Linked DNA regions of Triticum aestivum: region 1 is linked to region 2. Evidence: chromatin contacts called from public Hi-C data. All regions are on one chromosome and are shown on one strand. Each heading gives the region's core, a stretch centred on a gene start, on an enhancer-like site or on the middle of the called end of the contact. The rest is flanking DNA. Distances are from core to core; before and after follow the strand shown. Region 1 overlaps LOC123097579 (probable galacturonosyltransferase 7). Region 2 holds the start of LOC123097577 (2,3-bisphosphoglycerate-independent phosphoglycerate mutase).

Region 1 (3,513 bases), core at 259-2,758, 370 kb before region 2:
CGATACGATCAAGCTACTCATCGAGAGCCCCCCATTGATAGTACGACAATCGATCCTATAACCCGGTCTCCCACCTACCATCATGAGACCGGTAAAATAGAAAACCTATCAAGAGCAAACCTTTGCCTTGCACATGGTCCACTTGAGCTAGATGATGACGATCTTGACTCCCTCAAGTTGGACCACCTTTCTTGGTTGCGTTGGCTCGATGAAGACTAGTTGATTGCTCCCCCATGCTCCACTATGGGTGAGCCACTCTTCCGCACATCTTCACAAGTCCATTGTCACCACAATGGACGGCAAGCTTCAAGCATTTGATCTCTTCATGATGCTTCACTTGAACTTGCACACCGCAACATCTTCACAAGTCCATTGTCACCACAATGGACGGCAAGCTTCAAGCATTTGATCTCTTCATGATGCTTCACTTGAACTTGCACACCGCAACCTAACCCCACAAAGAACTCTCACGAAGATCATGGGTTAGTACACAAAGCGTAATTGACAATGCTCACCACACCATGGGATCATCTTGTGCGCTTTGTGTGTTGATTAACTTGATTCACTCTTGACTTAGTCTTGATCAACCTTGACTCTTTCCAACTCTCTTCATTTGGATGATGTCTTGAAGGTAAACATGAATGATCACACAATCTTCTTCTTCAAGACATGCTTGCAATAAGCTCAACTCTCACATGACCAATCTTTGGATAATTCCTTAATAACACCTTGGTCACCACATAAACTCCTTGAAACCAACACATGGACTTCAAGAAATGCCCATGGACAAATCCTTCAAATATAACTCAAGGCAACCATTAGTCCATAGAGATTGTCATCAATTACCAAAACCAAACATGGGGCACCGCATGTTCTTTCAGACAGTCTTGCACATTCGAAAACGCCGGCAAAAATGGTCAGCGAGGAGTGCATCCGAGGCAAAATAGTCGCCCATCAGTGTCAAATGGTCGCGCGCCCTGTTGCGGTTGAGCACTCAGTGACCCTTGACCGAGCCCTTGAGAACTGAGAACATGCTCCTCCACACGCTTTGTGTCTTCAAGGACATCCTGCATCATCGTCGTCTCATCCGAGTAGTCCTCCTCGTCGGACGACTCAACATAGTGCTCGTATATGTACCAATTGGTATTCATTGCTAGAAATAAGGGAAAACTTTTCTAGCTCCGACAATTCATTAAACAGTTGCCGGTCATGGTGAGTATAGTAATAGCGGATGGTACTTGACGGGGCGGTCAGAAGACAGGGGCTGAACGGCGACGGAGGAGAAACGAGGTGGAGCCCGCCTGACATGCTAGAGGTCACAGAGACGTAGAGTTTCAACAAAGGTATAGCGTGGCAACCGGAGTGATGAAGCGGCGGCAAAGGCAATAGAAAAAAAAGAAAGGAGAGAAAATGAGATAGATGAAGACGCGGGGTATAGAGTCCGTTGTTGTCCGGACTCTCACAAAACTCCTTGTCTCTAGTTTACGAATCCGTCTTGAAAATGCCCTTGCCGGGTTTCCGGACCTCGGGGTGTCCGTGCGTAGCTAGAGCTTTCATGAGACAGCGATGGTCTCCCTTTAAAAAGTACTATAAGAAAACGGCTGGCTGCACATGGCCACGAGACACGTCCACCAGATCACCAACTACTTTATTTTCAAATACTGATGGCACTTCTATTATCCCTACCAAATGCATACTGCGTACATGTAAATATTTCGGCAGCAAGCCTCGGGATCTCAGCAATATTAGCACATCGTGTACCAACGTCCAAACCTGCAAGTTCAGGGTCTCGACTACATGGAAGAAAGGACATGAATGAACAACAAACTGAGAGGCCCATCGTACTCTTCTTGAACGAGAGTTACCAGTTAAGAACACACCCATTTCACATTTTCCGTGACGCAAGAAAATGAACTAAGAATGTGCAAAGATATCCACCGAGCTGTCAACCTTGTTAGTTGTGACCGACAAGTTTCTGACAAACCGAATATACTTCCCATCCACATAACTTTGATAAACAATCAATGTGCAGTAACTAAGAACAAAGAATTTGGGTCAAAAATTTAACGAAGAAAAGAATCAGCCTGCATCAATGACGTGTAAGGCACCAATTTTCAATTAAAGGTGCCACAACGCATCACCAACAATCCTGTCCCGTAATCTAGATGATGAGAGTGACACTCCCTTTTACCTGAAGCCTCACCACTACACATCACCATTGCCTACCGCATTATCCTTCGACTTAAGACTAATTTCTCTAACTGCAGAAAAACCACCCATCAAGCTCACTAATTCAATGAACAGATGGTGTTGGATCTACCCTGTCAAAATTGATGGCTAATGACTGCTTTCCTGGTCTTTTCACTCCAAGTGCTTTGCCCTCTTGGTATATAGTACAGCAGTAGACGAAACAATCTACCGTCGGTCAAATCTTCTGGTTTCCAAAGTATGCTATGGACTTACATTGCACTCGTCCATGAATCGCTCATCTCGTGCCAGAAACCTCTTCCAGTACTTCCTGTAATTTGGTATACCCAATTCAAGCCAAGGTTTCATATTACCATTGTAGTGCAACGATGCAGAAGTTCGGATCACTTTTTCTTCAATTCCGTACTGATAGCCGAGCCCAGATAAAGTCAACCTCTCATCAAGAGGATATACAAGATTCTGGAAGGAGAGCAAGCTTATAGGTAAAGCTGCAGCTCGTAGTGAGGCCTCATCATCATTGTTCCGGAACTGTAATAGAATAAGAGTAGAAGTGATAATAAGCTAATCACTTCATGCAAGATGGGCCCAAATCATGCATTTTTCAAATAGACTGAAAGTAAAGAGTTTTAAGATAGTATCACAATTGCTCACTATATCAAGTATGGATGATAGTTGGAAATATTGGAATAAAACAAAATACAATGCATGCTTTAGAACTTGAAATAAAAGCAGGCTGACAACAAACCAACCTTTTCCAAGAGTTGCAGGTAATTCTCTGTAACATTATACTCCCTCCATTTTTCCAAATTAATGACATTCAACCCAGACATCCATGCACATGACTGGGGATCGTACATTGCCTCGCCGAGAAGGTTTCTTAGTTGGCCAAGTCTCAGGCCACAAAACTTGACTGCGGCATTCACCTTATCTCCCATATCAAGATTCCACAAGAAAGAGAGATCACGTTGAACAATGACATCATCGTCCAACACAATCACCTTCTTTAAATCTTTAAATATTTCCGGAATAAAGAAATGTGAGTGACTAAACACTGATAAATACTCCATTCTAGATTTCTCGGTAGGTCGCTCAAAGCTACTGATGAAAACACGGAATTCCTCGGGCATATACAACTGTTGCATGCTGAACTCTGGCAAATTCTCCAAAATAATATGCTCGTAGTTAATGACATTGACAGCTGATTCTCTGTAGGCATTTCTTGAAAACCAATGCTTCATTGCATAGAAATTTTGAGCATCGGTTAGTACATGAAAGACTACATTCCTGGTCTCCTGCAAAACACCA
Region 2 (3,537 bases), core at 238-2,737:
ACATCGCTCGTAGCAAACCCGCCTCAGCTGGTGGCTCATCTGATCGATGCAACCAGTTCATCTTGGAACGAGGAGCTGGTTCGGGCGACGTTCACTCATTTTGATGCAGCGGAAATTTTGAAGATGCCGCTATGTACACGGAGGATAGACGATTTTTGGGCTTGGCATGAGGAAAGCCGGGGAGTTTTCTCTGTACGTTCTGCTTACCGCATGTTACTGTGAATAAAACACAGTCGGGAGGCCTGGCTGAATGAGCAAGGTGGATCTTCTACCGTGCAGAGTGAGAGCGATCATTGGAGCAAAATTTGGCACATTGAGGTCCCTCGAAGTTAAAGACATTTGTGTGGCGGCTTGCAAGACAATCCATGCCAACCGGGGAGCTATTGAAACATCGACACATGTCAACTGAAGATACATGTCACCTGTGTGGAGCGAGGGATACTTGGAGACATGCCCTGCTCACGTGCCCGATGGCTGCCAGTGTTTGGGCCCTAGCGCCGGAGGACCTAGTACTTCAACTGGTCGACAAGCAGGAGGAAGGATCTAGAGAGTGGATCTTCGCGCTCCATGATATTCTTGACAGGGATTTGTTCGTGCGGCTGACTGTTACCATATGGGCTATTTGAGGAGCACGGAGGAAAGCGATCTATGAAGATATATATCAATCTCCGCATTCTGTCAATGGCTTCATCACAAGCAACCTTGCTGAAATTCGGGCTATCAACTCCAAATGTAGAAAGCCGGTTGTTCCGTCTATCCCGAGACCAAACCGGTGGCTGGCACCGGAGGAGGGATGCGTTAAGATAAATGTTGATGCTGCAGTTTCAAGCCATGCTAGATATGGTGCAATGGGGGCTGTCTGCAGAAGTTCGGAAGGGATTTTCTTGGGAGCCTCGGTGCTGGTTCTTAGATATATTGCAGATCCACAGACACTGGAGGCGATTGCGATCAGGGAAGCTTTAGCTCTATCGGATGATCTTTACCAAAGACGTGTACATGTGGTTTCTCATTGCAAGGTGGTGGTTGAGGACTTGAAGAAGGAGAACTCATCAGTTTATGCTGCTCTCATACATCACTCTTTAGATTTTGCTTTTTGTAAATTTAGTTATGAGTTTAGAGCTCGAATTTCGAAGCTCACAACTTAGCGAACTATGCCTTTATTTCTCGGGGGTGGCCGCCATGTGTGGGCGGGACACCCTGGAGACCTTTCATCCGTCACTGTAAACATTGTGACGAATTAATAAAAAGCTTCGCGAGGTTGTCTATAAAAAAACTAACTAGGGTACATCTACGGTACTACTAGCTTCTGGCGTTTCCAAAATAAATAAAGTGCCAACTTTGCTCTATAATTTACTGGCATGGAAATCTTTTTTCTTTTTGAATTTGGCTGGGGGGTCAGCATCATACTGTCAGGTAGGTTCATGAGCGGACCAGCTCCTCACGTCTTTACACTTGTGCCTCTCCCAGCTGCCTCGTGGCGCCCAGACCCTTCCAGAGAAAACAAGCATGGCCGATTCCTACGAACAAAAACTCGGCAATCTCTCCACCGCTTCTCTCAGAAGGCCAGAACCCCGCAAAACTCTTGCCCTGTTCCGGCGCGCTGCTTCAGGAACTGAGTTTTGATCACACAAGCCGACGCATGATGGCGCGCAGGCCGGGGGCAGGGGAGGAGAGGCCGTGGAAGCTGGCTGAACATGCGAGGCTGGGGAAAGGGAAGGTGGTGGGCGTGGTGGTGCTGGACGGCTGGGGCGAGGCGCCGCCCGACCCCTTCAACTGCATCCACGTCGCCGACACCCCCACCCTCGACGCCCTCAAGAAGGTATCTGCGTCTCTCTTCTCTCACGCTGCTTCATCGGTTCGGTTCGGTTCGGTTCCTACATGCGGATGCAGATCCTTTGCTTGTGTGGTTGCATGGCAGGGTGCTCCGGAGAGGTGGAGGCTGATCAAAGCTCACGGCACGGCCGTGGGGCTGCCTACGGATGATGACATGGGGAACAGCGAGGTCGGCCACAATGCGCTAGGAGCCGGCCAGATATATGCCCAAGGGTAATGCTCCCGGCTTCCCGCTGTCTACCAATAATATGTGCACATGTTGTGGCTCTTCCCTAACTAGTACTAGTACAAGAGCAATGCTACATCCACGGGCAATTACGTACAGTTTAGTATTATTGCGTAATACTCGTAGGAGGTTTCGTAGGTGTAGTATTATTGCTAGTGCAACCTTCGTCCAGAATTATCTGTCTCTAAAATGAGTGTATCTTCACGTGTTTCAGTGTGTAGATACACTACAGTTAATTCCTGGCGGAGAGAGTACTAGAATAATAAGATTTGCATTGTGTTAGGAAAATTTGGTGAAGCCATACAAGGAGACTTGTTTATTTATCTGCTTAAAGGTGGCTATCTTACTCCTTAGGACCTCTTTGATTCAAAGTTTTTTCATAGGTATTTTAGGAATTTCACTCCTTAGGATTATTTACTGAAATTTCTATTTGCGAGTTATTTATTGCCGAAGAGGAGTCGGGGTGCTATTTATTTCCAAAGAGAGTCGGGTAGTACTCGACCTCGGGAGCATACACATGAGATTTGTAGGAATTTCCCTAAGTGGGTTGAGATTTGTAGGAATTTCCCTAAGTGGGTTGTTTGATTTGTAGTAGTATTGAATCCTATTTATCAAGCATTTTCTCAGTGATTTCCATGCGTAACATTTCAAAGAAAGTTTTAGGTTTGCTCGAACCTCTTAGAAAGAATCCTTTATTTTCTTATAGTACAATCGATCATTTTTTGGTACACAATCATTCATGTAGGATTCGAGTTTGCCTGACATTCCAAATTTGTGTTCTTTTTCTACTACTTTGTTTTTGGGATCTTGCGAATAGTTAACAGAGCCAGCGACACTACAGTGGTAATAGTGATAATAAACTATGTAAAAGGGGTATTTACTTGCTAGTAATAATTATAATAAACACTTCATAAAGGAATTTGAATAAACACTTCTTAGGCATACCGCTTCCCAGAGCGACCCCGGACGGTTGTCATCGGCAGATCTCATGGCCAAAGGGCCTGGTTGAGCTGATGATCGCTCACTGGCTGGTCGGATTGTGCTACAGTTTAGGTGGCTGCTACCGACGGCTTGTACCAGCGAAGTCGGGTTGCGGCGGATTCGTCTGCCACGAGGGCCCTGGACATGGGCTACTATCGACGGCAGATCTGGTCTGTACTCTCTGCTGCGAGCTGGACCATGGATTCGGTGTGGTGGGCGCGCTGGGCTACTACACATGAGGTGTGCGGCGGGCTCGGCGTGAAAGCAATCCTCTTTGATCTGGCCATTGGCGAGTTCCGGACGTCTCCTTTGAAGAAAACAAGGACTGGCGTATATGGCGCTCTTTGGACACCTTGATTGGACAGGGGTCGGTCGTGTGCACCCGAAACATCAGCATAACCAGCTTCACCGGGGTATCGCAAAGCTCTGTTTTTGTTGACACATTAGGACATGTCTGCACCAAGATTTCCAAAGTTTCAACACACGCGGAGAATGCC

Evidence for each region. A called contact is a pair of places that touch in the nucleus more often than the background predicts.
Region 1: a Hi-C map of leaf shows a contact between it and region 2, with 9 times the contacts expected there. The contact joins the enhancer-like site here to the promoter of LOC123097577 in region 2. A contact is called at or near these places in 3 of 5 Hi-C or Micro-C datasets (all in leaf).

What each region holds. Positions count from the first base shown.
Region 1 is chr4D:303,331,011-303,334,523 of IWGSC CS RefSeq v2.1, reverse strand. LOC123097579 (probable galacturonosyltransferase 7) reads right to left here. Exons shown (of 9, transcript XM_044519354.1): 8 at 2,958-3,500; 9 at 1,991-2,736. The coding sequence ends at 2,452. Among protein-coding and RNA genes, the nearest start is that of LOC123097579, 5.4 kb to the right of the region's middle. Within about 2 kb of position 1,508, at least 1 of the 8 cell types and tissues checked has an H3K27ac peak or open chromatin away from gene starts, as enhancers often do. A contact at or near this core is called in leaf, where this site is marked.
Region 2 is chr4D:302,957,489-302,961,025 of IWGSC CS RefSeq v2.1, reverse strand. It overlaps LOC123097577 (2,3-bisphosphoglycerate-independent phosphoglycerate mutase), which reads left to right and starts at 1,487. Exons shown (of 8, transcript XM_044519353.1): 1 at 1,487-1,819; 2 at 1,919-2,046. The coding sequence starts at 1,640.